2 separate regions of the Mus musculus genome follow, and region 1 is linked to region 2. The links are chromatin contacts, called in public HiChIP or PLAC-seq maps. All regions are on one chromosome and are shown on one strand. Each heading gives the region's core, a stretch centred on a gene start, on an enhancer-like site or on the middle of the called end of the contact. The rest is flanking DNA. Distances are from core to core; before and after follow the strand shown. Region 1 has its middle 13 kb from the start of Gm52552. Region 2 overlaps Hc (hemolytic complement).

The links. HiChIP or PLAC-seq counts read pairs in DNA pulled down with a chosen protein or histone mark.
Region 1: a BATF HiChIP or PLAC-seq map of CD8 T cells shows a contact between it and region 2, with 26 read pairs. The contact joins two enhancer-like sites. A contact is called at or near these places in 1 of 15 datasets of contacts at CTCF or cohesin (CD8 T cells), 3 of 484 Hi-C or Micro-C datasets (bone marrow-derived macrophages, nephron progenitors and olfactory sensory neurons), 1 of 115 datasets of contacts at active chromatin or transcription factors (CD8 T cells) and 1 of 9 other capture datasets (liver).

Annotation. Positions count from the first base shown.
Region 1 is chr2:34,936,546-34,940,792 of GRCm38.p6, forward strand. No RefSeq gene overlaps it. Among named protein-coding and RNA genes, the nearest start is that of Gm52552, 13 kb to the right of the region's middle. Within about 2 kb of position 2,531, at least 91 of the 459 cell types and tissues checked have an H3K27ac peak or open chromatin away from gene starts, as enhancers often do. A contact at or near this core is called in CD8 T cells, where this site is marked.
Region 2 is chr2:35,021,326-35,025,283 of GRCm38.p6, forward strand. It overlaps Hc (hemolytic complement), which reads right to left. Exons shown (of 41, transcript NM_010406.3): 19 at 3,560-3,633; 20 at 2,795-2,934. Among named protein-coding and RNA genes, the nearest start is that of Hc, 38 kb to the right of the region's middle. Within about 2 kb of position 2,381, at least 10 of the 459 cell types and tissues checked have an H3K27ac peak or open chromatin away from gene starts, as enhancers often do. A contact at or near this core is called in CD8 T cells, where this site is marked.

The sequences.
Region 1 (4,247 bases), core at 1,281-3,780, 85 kb before region 2:
TGGGAGTTGCTATCTCTGGGGCCACCTGGACCCTTGTCTCCAGATCACCTCCCAAGAGGTGGTCTGACCTAGGGGCAAGTTGGGCCCTGGCCTGACTGGGTGGGGGAAGTTGCAAGCCACCAGAGGCTGTCAGCTAAATGTGTCCCACTCCAGGGGACCCTGCAGGAGCCTCAGGTTCAGTTCCTTGAGTTCCTTTGGAATGTCTTTCCTGTTCTGTTGTAAGGGGCAGGGGCACTGGCCAATGGGTCTAGCTACTAAGCCCTCCTACCCCTTAGCTATTGGCACACCTCTGGCTACCAGACAGTGCCCCTGAGTACTCTCTACACACCTGGAGCACTGGCATTAGCCTTGGGCAGGACTCTGGAAAGGCATCGGGAGGATACAATGAAGTCTTAAAGCTCCTTAAGGAGGGAGGAAGCCCTCCCCCTCCATCTCCTCTGGCCTCCTGAAGGAGTTTCCTCTCTGGAACCCCACAGTAACTAAGATTCATAAGGGTAGGAGCTGGCCCCTTAAGGACACAAAGCACAGAAGCCAGCATTAAGCCTTCCTCTGCTGCCGCATCCAGGGCTTTAGGGAACACGATTGCTGCACCTGTTTATGTAATAGCTAAGGGACCTTAGGATAAGTTTTCCAGTGGCTTTGTTGATGTCCTAGTTACTTAAAGTGAGACCCGACCTTACATTGAATCATGATTTATTTTGTACGCTTAAAACCAAACTTACATTTAGAGATCATATTGTGTGAGGACAAAATAAGATCTTCTAGACTAAATCATTTGGATTGATTTATTGCAAATAACTGCCTTGATTGTGGGATCCACCGAGGCCAGTAGACACCCCCTTAACCCACCCCAGGGCAGGCAGCGGGCAAGGCCAGCTGCCCTTCCTGCACTCAAGGTGACTTTCGTCTCCAGGGCAGCCTCAGTTTGGTTCCAAGCACCTGCTAACAGATCAACTAGGATAATCCTTTCATTAAAACTGACCAATTAAAAATGGTAATTACACCCACAAAATTCCTTTCCAGTCACACCTAGATGATTGCTGAATAATTAGAGGCCATAAAGAAGCCAGATTGGTCTTTCAAATTAACCTGGGCATTGATGAAATTGCTACCTCCTCAGGCTACAGGAGAACAAGGGAGGCAGCCTGAGCCAAGGACAGACCGGAGGCTGAGGTTTAAGGGAGGAGCCAGCAGTGCGGTGCAGAGGGAAGGCTGACCTGGGCAAAGAAAGGTGAAGCAGCAGCGGGGCTTTGTTTAATAGCTCCTTGATAGATAATTTACGCCTGTGCATGTTTCCTAAGCATCCGGGGCTTCAGTCTGCAGGTTACAAAAACATCCACAGCCACTGGGTGTTTGCTGAGAGCCTGGGGTGTAGCTCAGTGGTAGAGCAGGTACTTAGCACATAGGCGATCCTGGATTCAATCCCCAGCATAAAAGCGAGCACAAATTGACTGCACGTGTTCTGTTCTACACACCGGTGTTTGAGAGGGTCCAGCGAGGTTATGGATCAGCATTAGCTATAAGGAAACATTTCCTGAGCCGGCTCGGGGCTAAGAATTTATGCAGATTACTTTCCTCACTTCACCCTGAGCTCCTACAGGAGCACATCTGTGATGCCATTTTACAGAACACTCACAAGCACTCTTGCCCATGGGCCGGTGGGATGGCTCAGCAAGTGAAGGGCTTGCGTGCCAGCCTCCTTCACGTTGCTGGCTAGCTCTTGTCTTGATTAGAGTACTTTCCTAGGGCTTAGTACACCAGGGACTCTGGGGTCAAGCCCATCACTGAAAATAAAAAATGAAAGCAAGAAGACTTTGCAAGGTACAAAGTGCTATCTCTCTGCCTCAAAAAAAGCTTGTGTGAGGCCCCAAAGCATCTGGCACTGGGCAGACAGACCCACAGTGTCAGCCTTGCCAAGTGTCATAGTGCCAGAGAAAGGTCTCCTAAGACCCAGTGCAGCCACTTCTGAACCTCGAAGGAACCTCAGTTTCATTATCCAAAAACCATGGACTATGGTTATCCTTGCCAGGGAGGTTGGGAGTTTGCTCATAGGCCCAGAAAGGCCCCAAAACCACGGAACTGACCTCTCCCGAGACCCTCCTTGGCAAGGAGATGGCAGTTGGGGCTGGCTTACAACCCAGCAAGGTTTCAGAGCCAGCTGTGCTGAGCCAGCGAGAGCTAAAAATAACCATCACTTCTTACAGGGACACCAGGGGTGGGGAGTAAGGAGGGGTGGGGGACACTCCCCCACCACAGTATTCCCCACCTGAAGGGATGTGTGTAGAGGGGGATCCCCATCCCCAGCTCTGCAGAGCTGGCCACAGGCCACTCAGAGGGGGAAGGGCCTGTTTCTTCTGGCCAAGGCAATGGAAAGAGTCCTCTCCTGTGGTTGGGTGGGTGTCGAGCTCACGTGGCCTATGGATATGTTTCTAAGTTTCCTAGAAATCTAATATCCAGAATGTTGAAATCACTTTAGCATGTCAGCCACATGAAACATTAATGAGATAAGCAAAATTCTCTCTCTGCTATCAAGTCTGTGTGGTAGGTTTCAACACTTCTCAACTGGATGCAGCCGCAATGCAAGGGTTTCACTCATTTCCTGTGGCTGCTGGAACATATTACCACAAACTCAGTGGCTCAAAGCCACGTTCTCCTCCAGCCCTGGAGGTTAGCAGCCCGAAGTGAGATTTCCAGGGTTAGATCAAGTTGTCAGGCTCTGGTAAAAGTGCCCCCCTGTGCTGCATACAGGCTTCTAGGTCAGCTACTTACTGGTTTCTATTGTCATCTCTGTGTCTCTTTTCATTTTCATCTTCTCTGCCTTGGGCTCTTATGATGCTTTTTATAATCTCTCTGGTGATGACCTTGTACCCCCCTGGGGAATCCAAGATGCTTTCTCAAATAAAGATATTTAACTTAGTTGCAACACATTCCCATGTCCAAGTCTACGCAAATGACGGGCTGTCTTGAGCCTGTCTTACTGCCGTACACCCACATGCATTAGTGATCACTATGCTGGATAGGTAGATTCAGGGGTCAAAGGTGAGAGTATAATCAGTCTCCTGCTGAAGCCAAAGCTCAGTCACAAACTAACTGTGGGCCATGGGGCAAGTTACTTCATATCCCAAGACAAGACTGCACTTGTCTTACCTGTGAAATTGATAACCCACGTAGATTAAGACAACAGAATTAGAAGATGAAATCCTTGTCATCTGCAAAGGGAGCTTTCCTAGCAGAAAGGTGTGTGTGTGTGTGTGTGTATGGTGTATGTGCATCTGTGTATGGTGTTTGGTATGTGGTATATGGTGTGTGTATATGTGGTGTATGTGTGTATCTGTGTGTCTCTGTGTGGTATGTGTGTATCTGTGTGGTATGTGTATATCTGTGTGGTATGTGCTGTTTAATGTATGTGTGTATATGCATGGTGTGTGTGTGTGTGTCCATGTGGTATATGTTCCCATGTAGTAGGAGACCTGAGTTCTGGCAGTGTGTGATGGTGTGCCGAGTTAGCTCATAGGGCTTAGTGGCCTCATTCAATAGATAGGAAGACTGAGGCCAAGTGAAAATGCACTTCTGAAATAGTTGCTGCTCAGGGTCTATGTCTATCATCACCCTCCTGCCCGTGGTGTGACCTCAGAGACAGCAAGTGACTGTCCTAACAGCACGTGCTCTGAGGGCCTTGGGGTGCCCTCATCACCCCACAGTACACAATACATATGGGACATGAATGTCCCAGGGAGGACAGAGGTGACAGGGAGGAGCTGTGTCTCAAATAGGCTCCAACATTATTGGGCTGGGGACTACGGCATAGATGGATCTGTGCTCAGGGGTGAGAGTATGGAGCGAGATCTTGGCTTTGTGTACAAGGGAATTTTCCACAGAGTAGCCCCAGCAGGCTCCTGGCTGATCCAGTAAGGCAGGCTATCAGCCATGGTCTGAAGACTTAGGCCCACGGTGGGTGGCTTGGCTCTTCTGGAGGGGTTGCTTCCCTGAGTGCCTCACACCCCCAAACTCTTTCCCTAAAACCTCTCCAATGGGGCCTGTCTGGGGAGATGGCTCAGTCGGTAAAGCTCTTGCTACGCAAGTGTGAGGACTGGAATTCTGTGCCCAGCATCTACATAAAAAGCCACCTACAAGCCCCTTCACACACACACACACACACACACACACACACACACACACACACACACACGAGACAGAGGGAGAGAGAGAGAGAGAGAGAGAGAGAGAGAGAGAAAGAGAGAGGGAGA
Region 2 (3,958 bases), core at 1,131-3,630:
AAAAAAACTGAACAGAGATTTTAGAGTTTGGGATGATATCTAGGTAATTGCCTGCTAAAATATGTAAACAAACCCCAACAGAGAAACATAATAGAACCCAGATTCTCTATATAACTTCAGTGAATGAGGTCACAGGGCACAGGACAACATAACTTATACTTAAGAGGAGAGGGAACAAACAGGGCTGGCCCTGAGCTGTCATGATGACTTGTTTTGATATAATGGAAGCCGAAGACATCGTACAAGTGAGCCGAATTAAAATTCCAGTGTTTAAAGTAGAAATGATTGTATAAAAGTATGTTGATATAGGGATAATAAAATGGTCAGTATTCTAGTTTTCCAATTTTTTTGATTTGTCAAAATGATTGTGATTTATTTAGAGTGGAATTTCTGCTGTGCCTACTATTATTTATAAGAATAAATATATACCCACTAGACTAGACTAACAGAAAACATTTACTCTCTTTTCATAATTTTATTGACTGTTTGGGAATTTCACATCATGAACCCTGAGTGCACTTCTTTTCAGTCCTCACAGTTCAACTCTCCCACCTTTTGAGACCCTCTCCCCACCCCCAGGCCCCCCAAAAACAGAAAAAAGAGAAAGAAAAAACGTATAATTTGTGTTGCTTATGCACTCACTGGAGCATGGGCAAACTCCTGGTGATCAGCCCTTAAATGGAACTGAGTCCTCCCCACCACGTCCACTTCAGAAGGCGTCTCTCGTGGAGGGCGATGCTTCAGCATCTTTATCACCATTTTAAAGAATTCTCTTTGGTGACTTTCTGTTTAGGCTGTTACTTTTTCAGGGATGGGATGGGATGGGATGGGATGGGATGGGATGGGATGGGATGGGATGGGATGGGATTGTCACAGAAGGTTTTAATGTCCCCTTTTCTTAACTGTGAGTCTGCAGTCATCTATAGCAAAAGTAGCTTTCCTGCCCTTTCTGGTCTGCGAGATTATGGATCCTAGATTTGCACATGGTTTCTGGAGATAGCACAGACCACGGACTTCCATGAACATCAACACAGACCCCCACTTCAGTAGGACCACAGACACACACATGGCCCTTAGAGGCAGCATGGCCTTGGACAAAAAGTACCATGGCCTTAGGTGGCAGCAAAGGCTACTCAGGTCAGTATGTCGCCTGTGGCAGCATGGCCCATGCACATCAACATGGCTTCAGGTGACAGCACAGACCATTGACATCTGCTTGGACTTTGGTGGTAACACAGACCACAGACATAGAACTCAGCTGCAGTAGGACCCCAGACCTGGACTTGGCCCTCGGTGGCAGAATGGACTTGGATCACCATGGCCTCAGGTAGCAGACCAGGCCAAGGACATCCTTATGGCTTTCAGTGGTAACTTGGGCCAGGGACATAAACATGGCTCTCAGCTACTGTAGGACCATGGGCATGGGACAGTGGACCACGGATACCAAAGTTCTTCATCTTGGACATCCTGTCGTTGCTCAGAGCCAGTGTGCCATGTGCCTGTGGGGCTGAGTCCGAGTGTAAGCCCCAGGCTGCTGCACACAACCCACCCTGTCATCCCTCCTTAGCAGTGCATGTTCCCCCAGCCACCACAGGCTTCTCTCACACTTATCAGCACCGTCTCATCTCTAGTTCTGCCTCTCCACCACCCACCACTGCACCCCTCTGTCTTTCCTCTCTCCATTGACTATCTGTCCACCATAGTGGGGTTGGAAGCAGTAAAGCCAACCCCCTTGTTTCTTCTGCAGTCACCTTAGCAACGGGTTGGCAGAAAATGCCTTTCTCGTCTGCACTAGTTAGATCCCACTACATACGTTAAATGATGTGTCAGTCTTATTTCAACTACTGATGTAATTTTTAAATATTTAAAAGTGTTTAAAAAGTTACAGATTGGTATCTTTAAAAAACTTAAGATGAAAATTTTAGAAGCTGATTTGAAAGTGTACCAATGGAATACATAGTTTCTTTGAAATGTGTGTGTATACAAACTTTATACAAATATATGCATACATATATAAATATGAATATATACAAAATTTGGGTGAGGGAATCACTGAAATACTCAGTCCTAGGAATAAAATTAGAAAATATATTTAGAATTGTGAACCATGTTGGGTCCCTGTCTAACATCTTGTGACTGTGATAAAACCTGTCAACCTATTATAGGTGCTCTACAAAGAAAAGCCAGGTTCCCCGTGGTCAGAGTTCATCACTGTCCAGTCCATGGGGTGGGGGAAGTTGATGAGGGTTGATATAATTTCAGAGAGTGTGGCTAAATGATGACTCATGAGTGCTACTTTGTACAGAGAGGAGAGTAAAGGCGTCAGCAGGCTGGAGGATGATGGGAAGGGTTGAGTCAGTCAGTGGGTTGGGGGTTTCTTTGACGTTCAGACTTGCTGTGGGGGTACTAACAATGGTAAGATAGGGAAATGGCAAGCAGGCTGTGGCTGAGAGTGGGGAGTAAGAGTCTGATGACTGAGGAACTGTAGTGAACCACACTAGGGCTCTCCTTTCTCTGAACATTCACCTGAACATCCTTCCCTACTGCACGTTGTCCTTCTGACTGGCATCACATAACCCTTAGCCTGTCCCTTCCTCCTAGCTGTCTCTCTTCATGTACCAAAGTGTACTGCCGGGACAATATTCAACGCACATGCTTATTGGAGTTAAAGTGTGTGTGTGTGTGTGTGTGTGTGTGTGTGTGTGTGTGTGTGTGTTTGTGTGTGTGTGTGTGTGTGTGTTTATTCTAACCACATTTCTCTCTTTATTCTAATATACCTCAAAGCACTACTCACCTTTGTCCCTGAGGTCATATAGTTGTAAACAGTTCCTTTCAATTGGATCTGTTCTCCTCGCACAACAGAATATGGTATGTTCATCTCCAGGAAGACTTCTTTGAACACCTTTGCCTTGAGTGTATCAGCAACACATATACCTTCAGCCCAAAGGGAAAGCAAGGTAGGATCATGTTAGGGAATTCTTGTCACATTTTGTTGGTACTAATTTGTCACATTTGCTTTCTTAAAAAAATAATGTTTCATTTGCTTGCCAGATATTTAATTCTGTTTAAAACGAGAATGCTTATTAACTAGATTATCAAATCTTTAAAGATGTTTATTGTTGGCTTCATTTAATGAGTATAAAATTTTGATTGTGGAGGCCAAGCTTTTGTAAAATAAATAAATAAATAAATAAATAAATAAATAAAATTAAACAAATGAAAGTAATCTAGCAGTTATTTATAAAGTATCTGCATTAGTCACGTCTCAGGAATGTCAGCCAAGGGAGAAAACATTGAGTTGTTCTAACTGTCCTCGAACTCCCACTCACTGTCAGAAGGGAAAGAAAGTACAGCTTTGATCTCAGCTTTATAGTTGGCAGCCAGTAGAGGAGCAGAAGAAACTCAGTCGCTTCAAAGGTGTAGGTACATTAGAGCCTTTGGAAAGGAAAATTAAAAACTTTGCCTTGTATCCTAGATGAATGGACTGTACAGTAACAAAGAACTCCATCTTGCTGATTCAAATCCTGCTCAACTGAGCATGTGACTTACAGTTTCTTACCATTGTCTGAAATGCCAATGCCTTGAATTTCCCAAGTCGTTAGTGAGTCAGGCAGCGTGACCTGCAGCTGTTTTCTGGAAGTTCAGACATTGATATTTGTGATGGTTAATATCACCAACTTGATAAGATCTGGACTACCCACAAGACAAACCTCTGGCTGTCCCCATGGAGGGTTTTCTTGATTTGGTTAGCCTCTGGATATGCCTGGGAGCTATTTTTCTGATTAGGTCAGCTGAGTAGAAAAGATTCCCCCTTCAATGTGGGCAGTGCCATTCGTGGGCAGTGCCATTCCCTAGGCTTGGATTCTTGCATGAAGCAGGAGTGCTTGTTATATTTGCCTCCTAGTTGTTGATGTCCCAGGTTCTTGCAGCCAAGACTTCCCAGCAGCAATGGCCTGAA